2 separate regions of the Mus musculus genome follow, and region 1 is linked to region 2. A link is a contact called in public HiChIP or PLAC-seq data. All regions are on one chromosome and are shown on one strand. Each heading gives the region's core, a stretch centred on a gene start, on an enhancer-like site or on the middle of the called end of the contact. The rest is flanking DNA. Distances are from core to core; before and after follow the strand shown. Region 1 holds the start of Nrk (Nik related kinase). Region 2 overlaps Il1rapl2 (interleukin 1 receptor accessory protein-like 2).

What was found. HiChIP or PLAC-seq counts read pairs in DNA pulled down with a chosen protein or histone mark.
Region 1: an H3K27ac HiChIP or PLAC-seq map of trophoblast stem cells shows a contact between it and region 2, with 5 times the contacts expected there. The contact joins the promoter of Nrk here to the enhancer-like site in region 2. A contact is called at or near these places in 2 of 39 promoter capture datasets (liver and stem cell-derived epiblast-like cells), 2 of 484 Hi-C or Micro-C datasets (embryonic stem cells and myocytes) and 3 of 115 datasets of contacts at active chromatin or transcription factors (embryonic stem cells, extraembryonic endoderm stem cells and trophoblast stem cells).

What each region holds. Positions count from the first base shown.
Region 1 is chrX:138,910,697-138,917,875 of GRCm38.p6, forward strand. It overlaps Nrk (Nik related kinase), which reads left to right and starts at 3,734. Exons shown (of 28, transcript NM_013724.2): 1 at 3,734-4,112. The coding sequence starts at 4,056.
Region 2 is chrX:138,730,769-138,738,328 of GRCm38.p6, forward strand. All of the region lies in intron 6 of Il1rapl2 (interleukin 1 receptor accessory protein-like 2), which reads left to right. Among named protein-coding and RNA genes, the nearest start is that of Nrk, 180 kb to the right of the region's middle. Within about 2 kb of position 5,328, at least 5 of the 459 cell types and tissues checked have an H3K27ac peak or open chromatin away from gene starts, as enhancers often do. A contact at or near this core is called in trophoblast stem cells, where this site is marked.

The sequences.
Region 1 (7,179 bases), core at 2,484-4,983, 180 kb after region 2:
ATTTGATTCTCTCTTAAAATTCACAGTGACTGGTCAGAAAGGAGATATCATAAAGACCTGAGAGAATCAAGATGTACACTGGGCCCCATGGAGGCTCATACTCACCCTCAATGTAATTTTTACACTTTTTTTTTCAACTGAGCCAATACCTTGTCATTTAGGGTGACACGTCTGCTAAGGTGTTTCTCATAAACACAGCCTCCCTCAGGTCCTCCCTGAATAAAGTTTATTCTCAGCCAAAGAACTTTCTGGGAGACATGTTAATGGCCCTTTAAAATATTTTTTTTTTATTTATTCTTTGAGAAGTTCATCAATGAGGACAATGTATCTTTACCACACGGATTCTCTTCTTCAACTCCACTAAGACCACTCCCACTATGTCTCCCTCTCAATCTCATATACTCATTTCTTAGTAACTCCGTGAGTCCAATTAGTACCGACCATGAGTGCCTGAGTGTAGAACCTCCACTTGGACAATCTACCAGGAGCCTTACTCAGGAAGAAAAGTGGCTCAGCTCCTCCCAGCTGTCAGCAGCTGCTAATAGCTCCTTGCCTAGGGGTAGTGCTTCAGGAGCCAGCCCCATCCAGGGTGACTGGCAATGCAAATCTTCTAATGGAGGGTTTTTTTAGGGCCTAGAAGGCTGTTTGTGACTTTTCTGAGCACATCTTGAGCTTCAAATTCATAAAATCTCCTTATTAGGTATTCTTCCTGGTGTTCTTTTGCCCAGATAAGTCATTGGCTTTGCTGACGCAGTGACTAGGTTCCATTTTTTTTAAAACACAGCTCAAGATATTTCTGTTCAAAGGGCTTGAGGACACAAAGGAGGAAGGGGGAACTGGAGAGCCCAGGGGCACAACGACTCTCTTCAGATCTCACGTACTCTTGGGCTGTTTTGAATCTGGCTCCCCTTCACACAGTCTTAAAATATGCCCCAGGCCCTCCACAGTCATTGACCAGAGGTCTCTGGAGGCAAGCTACCAGAGTTGGAAACCAGGACCCTCTAATTACTTACTACCTGTGAGGTTATAAACAAGTCGATTCTTCTGTCTCTGCCTCAATTTACCTAAACATAGTACGAAGATTCTAAATGAATTAATTAGGAACATGTTGGTAAAGTTAAGGACATTCATTAAAAATTTAGTTATCGAAATAAATCAACAACTAAAGGTTTAAAAGGGCCAAGGGTCTTAGGAAAACAGAGATCGAAGGACGTGAGTATGAAAGACATGGGACCTAGAATGTAGGCAGGAGAGGATTTCTGGGTAAAACACAATCTGACAAATTCCTGGACTCTGGACAAAGTAGGATTACTTTTATGGAGGTTGAGGTCAAGGGGGAAGGGAATGAAGGAGAGAGAGGGTGGAGAAACACGTGGGAAGGGGATAGAGAAACTGCTGATTGTGGGGTGAGGGGACTAGAAGTGCTGAAGTTGGAAAACAGGTGCTCTGTCTCAAGATTGTGGTGTGAGCTGAGCCTCCTGTTCGGCTGCTATCTGTTTACTTGCTGATGCAGTAGACAGGCTGCCTTTCTCCATGTCAGCCTCCAAAATCCCCCTAATGCCCATCTTAAAATGCCCACATTCATCCCTGACTTCTTGTTTTCATTGAACATTTTAACTTAAAAAAAAAACAAAAAACAAAAAAAACAAAACCAAGGATAGGTTTCTCCGTGGAGTTCTGGTTAAACATCTAGGTTGTCCTTGCCACTCCACATGAGTCCTTTCTAGACACATTAACTAGTCCCATGGAGTCAAGAAGCCCCAGTAGCTTTCCAGTATGCAACTGGATTCTCTTGCTTGGTCTGGATTTGCTTTCAGCCTGGGGCATTTCCCCTGCGCCCCTGCAGACAACAATGTAGGTAAAAATGTCAAGGTGGGGAACTTGTTTCCCCCTTAACAAAGAAAGATTCTCTCCCAGTAATCTTCAGAGTTTCTGTAACTGTATTTCTTGATTTCTTTGCCCTGATTCCTTAAAACAAGCCATACACACAACATTGTAATTTTCTATAAACTAGTCATATCTTTTTTTTAAGTTATGAAATGTTAAATTTCCAATTTCCACTTCATCAGACACAGAAGCAATTTACTGATCATTCAGGAAATCTTAAATTGTTTTAAAGACAACGTTTTTTGTATGGTAGAGTTGTCAAGATTTTAGGTCTTTGAAAGTTTAATTTCTGCAGTGGTAGAAATAACATTTGGTTTAAGAAGAAGATTAGATTCAGAAAAACCAGGCTTGTTTTTGGGGGGAGAAGCTGGTGGTTGGTTTATCCTGTAACTGTTAACAGAGAATCTTTAAGGAGCGAAACCGAGTTCCTTGGACAAACTGTAGCCATTCCAGAGTTCACTGAGCCTCCGAGATAAAGGATCGGAAAGAAGTCAAACTCCACCGTTGAAACAGACACAAAATAAACACAACCCACTAATATATAAGAAGAATAATTACAAAAGTTAGAAAGCTAGGTCAAAAATGACCAAAGGCCACTGGGAGGAATTATTCGTATAAATCTTCTTAGGATGGGTAACAAAATTTGTTCATTAAAAAAAGAAACAGGAAACAAATTCCTACTAGCATTCCCGACCTGGAGTTCGGGTAAGCGAAGCACAGTTAAGCTAGCTCCGGGAAATGTAGGCAGCTTCAGGACGGCTTCTAAAGTGTTCTTTGTAACGCACAAGAGCTTAGAATGTGGTTAGTTTTATGTGTTGGCTCCCCTTTTCAGTAAATGTTTCAAGAGGCAACTTACTTAAGGCTAAATCACTGTAGACAGCCTCCTTGCGCTTTGTGGGGGAACGGGGGCGCACAGCTCCGGAGCCCTTAAAAGTTTTACAATGAATGAGTGAATGAATGAAACCGAACTGGAACGCTGGAGACTGGAAATCAGGCAGAAACTTTCTGAGCTCACTGCGAGCTCCAAGCCAGCAAACTTAGGGTGGGGACAGCTTGGGCAGCTGACAGGGAGCCTGTGTCTCTTTGCCCTAGACACCTGTTCACAGGTATGGCTCCAAAATAGCAGCCTCCGCCAGTCACCAAACAGCCCCTGGGCTAGAGGAGAGCAGCAGATGTCTCCAGGGGATCCAAGGAACTTTGTCCCCTTTACCAGGTCCCCAGCTACCAACAGCTGGGAAGGTGGGACTTAAGGCGCCCTGGGGTCTCGGTTTTACCGTTTGTGTTAGGAGCATACCCAGGTCTGTTCCCTAACCCCGTGGGTAAAAAAATCATTTCACTCGCTTCTCTGATTTTCCTTCTTCTGCAATCAATGGGGCAATTACGTGACAGGGGCTGAGAAAGAGAACGCAGATCACTAGGAAAGTTACAGTGTTTCTTGAGGGGTGGGGGATGGGGGTGGGTGGGTGGGTGGGATGACGGTGCGGGTTGTTTGGACTGTGGCAGAGCCGTGGGGCCCAGGCTGGGAGCGGCGCAGAGCGGGACCGGTTTTCCGGGGCTGGCAGCTGCCTAGCAAAAAAGTTTCCTGTGGAACAGTGGCCGGCGGGGGCGGGGGCGCGGGCTGCGGGCTCAGCCCAGGACCCGGGGGCGGGGTGCGGGCGGCTAGAGGCTGGCCTGAAGACCGTTAGAGACTCCCTCTGCCCCGGGGCCCCCTGGCTCTCCTCCCTGCTGCGCGGCTGCCCACCTGGCGACGTGACGCTCCACCAATCCCCTTCGAGCTCCTCCGGGCCCCTTCGCCTTGCACCGCCCCCCTCCTCACCCTGAAAGGCGCACCCTGCCCCGGCCGCTCTGCGCTCTCGCCGCGGAGCACCCTTCTGGCTTCTTCGTCTCTCGGACGGACGGACGCTAGAGCTCTCTTCTCCTTCCCTTAGCCAAACTTACTTTCCCGCCTCCCGAAAAACTCCAGCTTCCCTCTTCCTCCTCCCGCTCGGCTCTCGGCTCTTTTCCTCTCCACTTCCCTCTCCTCTCCCGAACCACAAACCCACCTTCCCATTCCTCTCTCCCATCCCATCCTCCCTTCCCGGGACCCCCAAAACTCTTCCTCCTTCACCTCAGACGCAGTCCCAGCGCGCCTGCTGGACGCGGTCTCCCGCTTGGTTCTTCTCGAAGCCATGGCAGGACCTGGGAGTTGGAGGGACAAGGAGGTGACAGATCTTGGCCAGTTGCCGGTAAGTAAAGGACTCCGGGACATCGTCCCCCTTGTGAACTTCTTTCTGTGGCTTTGAAAGCCCGGGGAAGAGAGCCCACACCCTCGAGTAGCCTAGGCCAGGACTTCGACGGGCTGTGGCTTAGGATGGGCCAGGGAAGCTGCCGTGCAGAATCACCATCCCTGAGCTCCCGACTGAGGTGAAGGCCACAAAACGCAAAGGAATGGGGGATGGGGGGGGGTGAGATTGGGGAGAAAGAAGTGGGTCCTAAAAAAGGGTGGGGCCTTTTCTATATAGAGCCCGCTTTGTCTAACAGCTGTCTAGCGCATGGGTACCTGTAATAGAAGCATTCCGGGAAAGGACAAGTGGCGGACCACCCCACTTTCCTTCTTTTTGCCAGCAGAGATCTCTACCTATGGGCGGAGCCCCCACCCCACCCCCACCCCTACCGTAAAAAAAAAATAATGAGCACACACACACACACACAAAATAGAAGCATAGGCATCACGCGGCTCTTACTTTGTAATAGTTTCTAAAACTTTATTCTCACCAGGAGAAGGTTCTGGAGTAAGTACTGCTGGAGTGAAAAGAACTCGACGCCTCTCAGAAAGGAACGGAATTCTGTACATGCCTATTAATTTTTAAAAGTGTATCATCTCTCTTAGATAATGAAATATAACTTTGGTCATAGTTATCATTTGTGGGGTCTTCTTTTTCAGTGCCCGGTTGAAATTGATTGGTGGGCTTCTAAAGCCATCATAAACAGCAGACATACTATTGTAGCAACACCGTGTATTTCAACGGCATCTGGTTTCTCGCTGATACTGGATCCCACCCAAATTCATTTTTCAAGTTCCCTTTTTAGATTGGCATTTCACTTGCACCCTCTCTTGAATGCAAAGGGCCCCTGGATTCTCCAAAGGAGAAATGAGCAGGCACTGGGCTGGAATGATCGCCAAGCATGTGTGTAGTCAGGGCAGTGGCCTCCTCGCCTTGAGAAAAGCTAAATATTAACCTTGAGGTTATAGGACTATTCAAAGTCATCTTGCCTTAATTAATTTTGTGTATGTTTGGCATTTAAAGATATGTGTTGTTAATGATGGCAGATACTTGCCTCCCTAAATGCGGGACAGTCCCAAAGCCTCCCTTTATATTTTACATTAGAATGGTATGTGGTGTGGGGAGGTGATGGACATGGCTAATATTCTAGCAAACTGTTATCAGTCATTAAAAGAACACACTTCAATACAAAACTGTTGAATAGCAAGTATTAAAATTACAGTTATTGCAACTTCAGAAAATAAGGCCAAAGCATTTTTAAAAATTAAACTTTTTTTCTTCCCAGATACTCCTGAAATCACTTCTTTTCCAGGATGTATGGACGAGATTTCTGGACTATGGAGACTTCAATTGGATTCCCTTCCACCAGAGCAGGACTTTTCCCATTCAGATTAAGATTGATTTGAGACTGTAAGGCCAATGAGTGAGCTCGTCCCCTCCTCAGCCTGCTCTGGGGGAAGGGCGGGGCGTGGTGAAAGCACACGTGGACGCACTGAAATCAACTGCTGCTTTCTAAAAAAATGACGAAGTTGAGGGATTTAAAAGACCTTATAGAAATGATAGCATGGGGAATTTCAAACCCCTAAAGAACAACAAAGGGAAAAGGGAAAGGTGTGTTTAGCCCAAAGAATGGACTAAATTCCCTGGATTAGCTGACATGGCCCTGGCTTTGGGATATTCTGATCTGAGGCATGTCCATGAGATAAGCATGATCTTTATATTACAGCTCAGTAGAATATTAGTGTTCTCCAGATTGGTGGAGGGTGGCGGTGGTTCCCAAAGAGCAAGATGAGATTGACTTCTAAAGTTGAGACATATGGAAAAGACACAAGAACCATGGGTGCCAATGGTCTTTTCCCTCATTTTTAAATCATCATGAAAGGTCCAGTTTAAGAAAATTCTTTATTTCAGAATTTTATAATAGATCCGTTTTTATGTACTATCTGAGCAAATGATTGGTAATTCTCCCCTTTCCCAGATTCAAATTCCAAGAAAATAAATATAGCTGGAGAGCAGCATGCTTAGAGATTTAAAGACATGGTCTCTGCAGTCACTGGGGCATAGGAGGGTTTTTGTTTTGTTCTGTTGACATTTAACATATCCTGACGACTTCAAAAGAAAGGAATAGAGAAATTGATAGTTAATTTAGTTTGCCTTTTGATGGCAGGGAGAGATGTTCAAGTAAAGAAAATGGCCTAGGCAGTGTCCCTTGTAGTAATTATTCTCAATAGGACACATATGAAGGACAGAATATTATTGGCATATGTCCCTGGTAAGTGTAACCATTTGAAAACAGCTAGATAATGAGAAGAGATTCAAACCTTGAACCATCATATTGATGGTATCCTGGAGGCTTGGGTGTGGCCTGGCCTAGCAGTAGATTGAGTGCTACCATGCCGAGTCCCTGGGTTCAATTCCCATACTATACAGGCACTCGTCAACATAGACATACATTTTTGCAGATTATAGAAATACAATTAAATGTAGGTTTGAGATTTGAATATTTTGTACTCTTTGTGGTTGTGAAATTTAATGACCAGCAACCAGAAACCTTTGAGAGTGCAAGCTTGTACAAGAGTATAAATTGGAATTTAAAGAAAGGGGTAGAGATTTGAATAAGAGGTAGAAGGATCATGAGTTTGAAGCTAGTGTGAACTACAAATAGCCTGGGCATCAAAGAAGATCCTCTTTTATAGCACACAATAACAAAACAGTGATAAAAATGCCTGTGCAATTAGATAGCATTTTATTATTCTGATTTTTATTAATTTTACTAATATTTATTAATATAATATCAGATAAAATTAGATAACATTTTATTCCTAAAACATTACACAGACAAGAAAATCACAAAGTACATAATTGTAGATGGTATTGTAATGTAATTATAAACCCTTTTCTATAGGATCTTAGAGACATAAAATAAGAAGGCCGATACAATTCTCAGTTTACTCTTGGTTTTGAAGACAGAGACTCGTGTAGTCCTGGCCACCTTCTGAACTACTTATATAGCTGACCCTGGCCTTGG
Region 2 (7,560 bases), core at 4,078-6,577:
TAGTACTAGAAGAAGAGAAATGGACTTGACCCCAGAAGGTCATCTAACCCAATATTTTCTTAGTAGATTAGAAATCCAAAGCACAGAAAGGGGACATGGACTGACCCAAGCTCACATAATTCTCCATGGTTTATTACAGCTGGAATTTAGGTCTCTTGGTAACTAGGCCAGTTCTCTTTGGGCATACTGCCATCACCTGCTCTGCTTTAAACACAGTCTCCTTTCACACCTTCAATTTAATTATCTTGACTGACAAGGTTCTGTCTCTTATAATTACCCTTTGGGTCCTCAGAAGCCTGAGAATGCAACCAAATACAACCTTTGCATTTTTCATACTGCTGTTTTAATAGAGAAATATTCATCTACGCCAGGTGTCCCATCTCTTGCCTTGGCAAAGATTCCCAATAAGCTGGCATAACTTTTGTGGGTCCTTGCAGAGCTGGGGTGGCTGGTGGGACTGTTTCTTGCTTAGTGCTGCATATGTTTATTATGCTGACACTCTGTACAAAGTCTAAAAGTGTGGATTCTATACAGTGAGGTGAGCAGAAAGTGACATATTCTGTACAGAGAGCAGAGATAAATAAACCAGAGGGAGGAAAAGGCTTTGTAAACTGTGAAACTGAAGAGTCTCTAACACTAGAATTAGCAACCAGGGTCTAGAATGAGTAGTGTATAAGGGTAAGAAGAGGGTCTTCTTATTAAGATAAGCTTGTAAGAGAGGAGGAGGGAAGAGACCTGAGGTTGAACACCTTGGCCAGAACATGACCTCTTGCATATTCCTATTAACATGGTACAGAGAGTATCTGGTTCTATTAGTGGAACTCGGGAGGGAACTCAAACAATAACACAGATTGGTTCAAAACAGGTCAAATATGCATCTTTAGTTTTTGCTTGGATAGACAGACAGACAGACAGACAGACAGACAGACATGAATACACTCAAGCTGTCAAGCTGACAGTGTCAGGATTCAAACTTCCCTGACTCATAAAAAAAACCTCTCACACCTGGACTAAGTATTACAGTGTCAGCAGCTGGGCAAGATCCTTGTCATTGCTGTCCACCTGCCACTTTTCATGGTCAGTCAGCCTTTGGTATCCTGGCTGACACTACTCAAGAGGGTGTTATTATGTGCGAGTTATTTGGTCCCAACAATTGGTGATATTTCTGATGATGACACATTGGACTCAAAACTGTGAGAGTTTTGTTTCATGGCATAATAACTTTGTATTCGTTAGGGCTTCCATTGCTTTAAAGAGATCTATTGACCAAGGCAACTCTTATAAAGCAGAATATTTAATTGGGGTTGGCTTGCAGGTTCTGTATGCTGTTCAGTCCATTCTCATCATGAAAGGGAGCACGGCAGCAGGGTCCAGGTAGGCATGACACTGGAGGAGCTGAGAGTTCTACATCTTGTTCTGAAGGCAAACAAGACTGGCTGCCACTTGGCTAGGAAAAAGGTCTCAAAGCCCAGCCCCACAGTGATACACTTCCTCCAACAAGGCCACGCCTCCTAATAACACCATTCCTTGGGCCAAACATCTTCAAACCACCACAAACTTGTATTTAAATAAGCTTTTAAACAAACATACAAAAAGTAAACAAACAAACGAACAAAACCTCAAGTTCTCAGCCCTGATGTCTTAGCTTGGAATGGTCCTTTTCCATGCACTCATTCAGCAAATCATGTATCATTTAATCTTCTGACACAGAAGCAATCTTCTGTCTTAAATACCCAAGTATGCCACAGTTCCTTCAGGCTTCGCTTTTGTTTGTTAGGGTAGCTACATTGGTAGAAGATTTGTCTGAGGAATGTATCCAGCCTAGTCTCCAAGCTGATGTCATGATTCACTTCAAGGATGCTTTTTTTGGAGTTCTGGATTGCTTTTGATCGTATGTTTGGTTTAGGGGTTTGTTGTACTTCCTTCACTCAGATAGTAACATCTGTAGTGGTTGAGAGCAGGGAACATCTGTAACCTTTGCTACAGACTCAAAAGTCTCAAAGCTAAAATAAAATGTCCCTAGGAGATATATGCAAATTATCTATTTGAATAATCTTTACACGAAAAGGAGGAAAATCATAGAGTAAATGTACCTGATGGAACCAGTTTCCCATTTGAGTTGTGACATGTACTAGTTCTGTGACCTTCATTAAGTTATTTTGTCTAGAAATGGGTTGTATCAGTGGCTACTTCACAGGCTTTATTAGGAGATTTGTTTTAAGTAACAGCAATAAATTACTCTCCACATTGCCTGACATGTATTGAGTATTCAACACATGGTACCTATAATTGTACTTAGTGTCTAGTTGGTTGTCACAATCAGTGAGGTCTTCTGCCTGCAGTCACTTGCATGGCTAATCTGTGCTCTTCATCTACTCCCACATCCCTGCTCACAGTTAGACAAGTACTGTCATATGCAATAAAGCCTTTGCTTCATCTCTTCTCTCTTGACTATGTTCCCTAACTTTCCTTCCCCCTGTTAACTTGTCCACCCTTCTCCGTGGCTCTCATTTTCTTGGCCTTCCCCACCAATACCATGGGCCTGTTTCCCCAGTGAGGATCCAGGAGCTTCCATTAGTTCTCCTTGTTATAATGGTTCATTAAGTGTTCAAGCATGCTTTACTGTGTGGTCACAGCTGCACTTTGTACTCTTTAGTGAAGGTATGTCTGAATATCAGAAAATGGAAGCTAATGGACAAGCATGCATGTTAGGCCAAGTATGTCTACACAGGGGTGTTTATTTGGGCTTACGTATTTTGATACAACAATGATTTTGCATGGCTTTGTCCTGTTATTCAAATACTCAGGATTTTCTTTTAAAAAGGAACTGGGTTTGAAAAGCCAAAGGATTATAGTAACTGCTCTTATTATTTTAAAAATTAATGGATTTTCTTATCATCTGTGTATGATAGGATAACTATGGTCACACATATGCCATGGCATATGGATGTCAGAGGAAATATTTGAGGAGTATGTCCTCTTCTTCCACTGTGGGTTCTGGGAATCAAACTCAAAGCGCAAGACTTGCAAGACAAGCATTTTTATTGACCAAACTACCTTACTTGTCCTTACATGATCTTGTTCTTAGTGACAGAAAACTAGCTCTATTTGTTAACTGTGAATTTTAGGGCTACCATTTAAGAATATTATCATCTCATCTTTGCAAAGTTTCATCATATCATTTGTAATTACTTTGCAAGAAGGCAGATTAATGCTGGCTAAGACATGATGGAATTAATGTCAATCACTGAATATCTATTTTGTGCCTAAAAATGTGCTAAGAAATATAAATACTTAAAAGAGTGTATATATCTGTTAGAATGGTATGGTTAAATGGAATTTCCTAATTAGACTAATGGAATCCATTAAGTTTTGGATGGAGCTCACCCTGAAGCACCATAGCAACAATGAAACTCTGGCTTTTTGTTCTACTACGAGGAACATAACTGAGAATTCCATCTGCTGTGCTCTGAATCTTTCTAACACTGAGACCTACATTTCTTACAGGTTGACCTGAGATAATAACTGATCATGGCAGGGACACTAGAACATCGCATCCCTGCAAAATACAGGGCAACTTTGATGTCTTTCTTATTGCAGAATTCCCCACTGACTTTACCCTGACATTCTTAAAATTTCTCTATGCCTTCAGACTGATAAAATAACCTCCTTCCCCCACCCCCTTCACATTAAAATTGCAACTGCATCACAATCAGTTGTCTCTCTTACATTTTGTCTCTATTCCTCAAGTTCTTAGTACGTTTCTTATATGTATTGTCCTGGCATAGCATCTGCCTCTTAAAGGATTTCACCAACACACTCCATAACTCTACTATCTGACTTGTCAATATTCCTTGATTGCAAGATACACGTGATAGACAGCATGGAGATTCAGTATCCCTAGAAACAAAACAAATCAAACAGTTTGAGTGTAAGAAATTCCCTGAGATTTGTGTTACATGGATATAATGGAGTTTGTAATTCTACTTCATATTGTGCTAATACAGGCAAAATATGTTTGGTGTGTTAAATACTTGATATTTTTATACACATCAATGCAAAAACAACCTTCCAGGAATGGTAGAGCTTATGAAGAAGGTTTGAAAATGAATGAGATGACATTTTTATTAATAAAAAAACGTAAGCTGCAAAGAACAATCAGCACTGTTTCTACTGCTCATAGTTGTTCTGTACTGGCAGAAATGATGAACAATGGAAAAGTTTCAGGGCATAACTCTGAGCCCCTGGAAACAACTGTGGCTTAATATGCTATGAACATATACCACTTGCTTTATTCAGGTGGTCTGAGGCTGGTACAAAAACAGACCTTAAATGGAAAAAGAAATGTAAGAAATTTTTTAAACAGAATTTTTTGAAGCAAACAAAAAATAAAAGCAAAGATATGGAGATGTAAAAAGAAAAGAAAGTACATTTCTGAAATGCAAATTATCATCAGATTGGGAGCCTTGGCTTTTTAACTGTACTCTTCTTCATCAGGTCTGGGATACAGCAGGGAATCTGCAGAGCACAGTCTTCTGCCAAAAGAGTAAAAGGAGACGGTGAATTTGAAGTCTCTGAGGACCATGTCTCTACGACAGACATTGAAGAATTTGGTACTAAAGGGAAGCTGTTAGGTGTTCAACTTACTTGGCCCAGAGCTACAGTAGTGTTTTCCATTTTCCAAGGCAACAAAACAAAAACTGTGATACTTCCTTTGGCAAAAGACAATGATGAGCTGGCCACCGAGCTCATGTGGCCTGTGAAGCCTGAGTGTGGAGACTTTTTCACTAAGGTACTGAAGGTGTCAGGGAAAGCAACAGCGAAAACTTCCCACTGCCATTGAACCCAAATTTCTAGTGCTCACTCAGGGACCCCAGTCAGCCTATGGGCAGCACTGGATTAAGAAAATCATCAAGCAATGTCAAGCTTGATACGGATCCTTTTAGACTAACGCATCAGTGTATCTTTTCCCAAGTAGTTCATACATGAGGTTTATATTGAATATGCATTAAGGGGTACCAAACCACTCTTAGCTCTTAGATTTGCCTGTTTTCTCATTCGAGATTTTTTTTTTTTAAATAAGTAAAACTGTCAGAAAAGGGGATTTTCACAACAAGGTTACCTTTAACCTCTTGCTTAAGGAACTCAAAACTATTCACTCAGGATATGAGTCTCTCACCTGGAATTGTTTGTCTGAAACCACAGTTACAAAGTACAGGGATTTAACCTGAGGGTAAACAGGAAAGAGTTCAAGGAGCAGGCCACTTATCTGTGACTCCAGAAGATCATGCAGGCCACCTCAGTGCATTTCTTTCTCTATGTGGTCTCTGAACTTCCTTACAAGGATTGGGACTGAATACACGTACGCAGCAAGAGGAATGAAGCCCTTAAGGGACAGGGCGTAACAGTCCTCCCAGGGAACAGGGGAAAAGGTGTCTGACGTGTCTTCAGGACTCCATCTTTTAAAAAAGGAAAGGAAAGGAAAGGAAAGGAAAGGAAAGGAAAGGAAAGGAAAGGAAAGGAAAGGAAAGGAAAGGAAAGGAAAGGAAAGGAAAGGGAGTGGACTAGGGACAAAGAAGATGGTTCCTTAGGTAAAATGTTTGCTGCACTGGACTTAGAAATCTAAGTTTGACTCATAGAATCTACACAAAAAAATAGGATTTGGTCACATATTTGCAATCCCTTATTCACAATGGATAAGCTAATAACTGGAGTTCACTGGCCAGTTAAGTTAGCCAAATTGACAGGTCTCAGGCCAAGGAGAGACTCTCTCAAAATTCAAAGAAGACACCTGAGGTTGACCTCGAGCCTCTACATGCACCCCCATATGTGTGCAACTCTGTACATAGAACCACAGATATTCATGTACTCATTTGTAAAGTAAAATTAAAATAAAACTGGGGAGTAGGGGGAAGAGGCGGCCAAGACACATTTGCAGCATGGTTTCAGAAGAGCAGTGTCCCTGATAAGGCAGGCTTTGAGAAAGAAAGAAATCTACTTCCCTAGATAATGGTGTCATTCTAGCTAGAATAGGACACTTAGCCGACTTTACCACTTCTCTTTCCTTTCTCCATCCCGTCCAATGTTCCCTCTGCCAACATGCCACATGCCCCCTTGTATTGTTTGGGTTTCTATTGCTGGGATTAATCACCTTTTTCAAAGCAACTTATTTTTTTAAGTACCTAGTTGGGCCAACCTCTTTTATAAACAGCTCGCTTTCATAGTTCCTGGTCCATGTTAAGAAGCCACAAAATTACCAGGGCCCATAAAGTAGAATGAAGTTCAAAATGCTCTCCTGGATTGAAAGTAGTATGTTACTCAGGTATAAATTTTAGTAACCACCCAGGTTGTAAGTGAAAAGATGTTTACCAATAATTATTGCTAAAGGGTCCAATATACAATTATAGGAAAGGGTTGTCTTAGAAGCAATAAATAAATCTTCCTTCTAAATTGTGGGCTTGTGAGTGCAGATCACAACTCACAATATTTACCAGATCAAATATTTCTAAGACTGATCATGACTTTCTTAACCTCAGGACAGTCTTTGTCCTTGAGGTATTGGAATGTGTTACTTAATAACTTGAAAGTCTGGGGCATTTCCCTCTATCTTTTGTTTTATCTAAACTAAAGAACTCGGGAAGTTGAGTTCAGAGTTCAAGAAAATAACCTTTGTGGGCCCTGTAAGTCAGCAAAATGTTCCTATGCCCATGGTATTTTGAGTAACTTTTCTCTTTAAGTCACTACACAATTTAACCATGAAAGCCAAGGATGGAAAGACTGATCTCTGCCTATACCAGAAATAATTCTTCGACATTGCTCAGTTCCTTAGAGAAAGGCTGCATTTTAGGTTAAGCGAGAATCTCCACTGGTATTTATCATCAAGAGGAAAAAAAAAAGGCTAAGCTTTCAAAAATATTCTTTCTTGGCCTGAAGAACTCAGGCAGATATCTGTTCTCTCTCTCTCTCTCTCTCTCTCTCTCTCTCTCTCTCTCTCTCTCTCTCCTTGCTCTCTTGCTCTCTCACTCTCTCCTGCTCTCTCACTTGTGCTCTCTCTAGAGCTCTCTCTCCTCTATCTCCCACCCCTCTTTTGTTAATTGCATCTTTAATTGTGTGTCTGTTTGGCATGAAAGACAGCAAGAGTGATTTTCATACTAGGAAGTGATCCCAGAATATAGCTGATAAACAACAGGAAAATAAGTTGAAGAAAGGAACCAAGGGGAATTGAGACTGTTCCATCCATAGAAGAGCTGGCTAAGAGGTGACTTAGTAATGATCTTCAAGGACCTGAAGGACAATCATTAGGACCAGATGCTCCCCATCTGCAGAGGAGGGTGGAGACACAGGAAATGACAATATAGCAAAAGAAAGTTTAAGAAGAATTTACTGGCAGTGAAGGCTGTCAAGCTTCAAACTACATTACTTCAGATGTTGTGAAATTACCTCTGGGATGTTTTACATTTGGGTTTCAAACAGGAGAGATTCATGGCTGAGATGGCTGAGGCAAAATTTTGCATGACGATCAGGGGAAAGGACACATGATATTTCAAGACTGTTCATTGC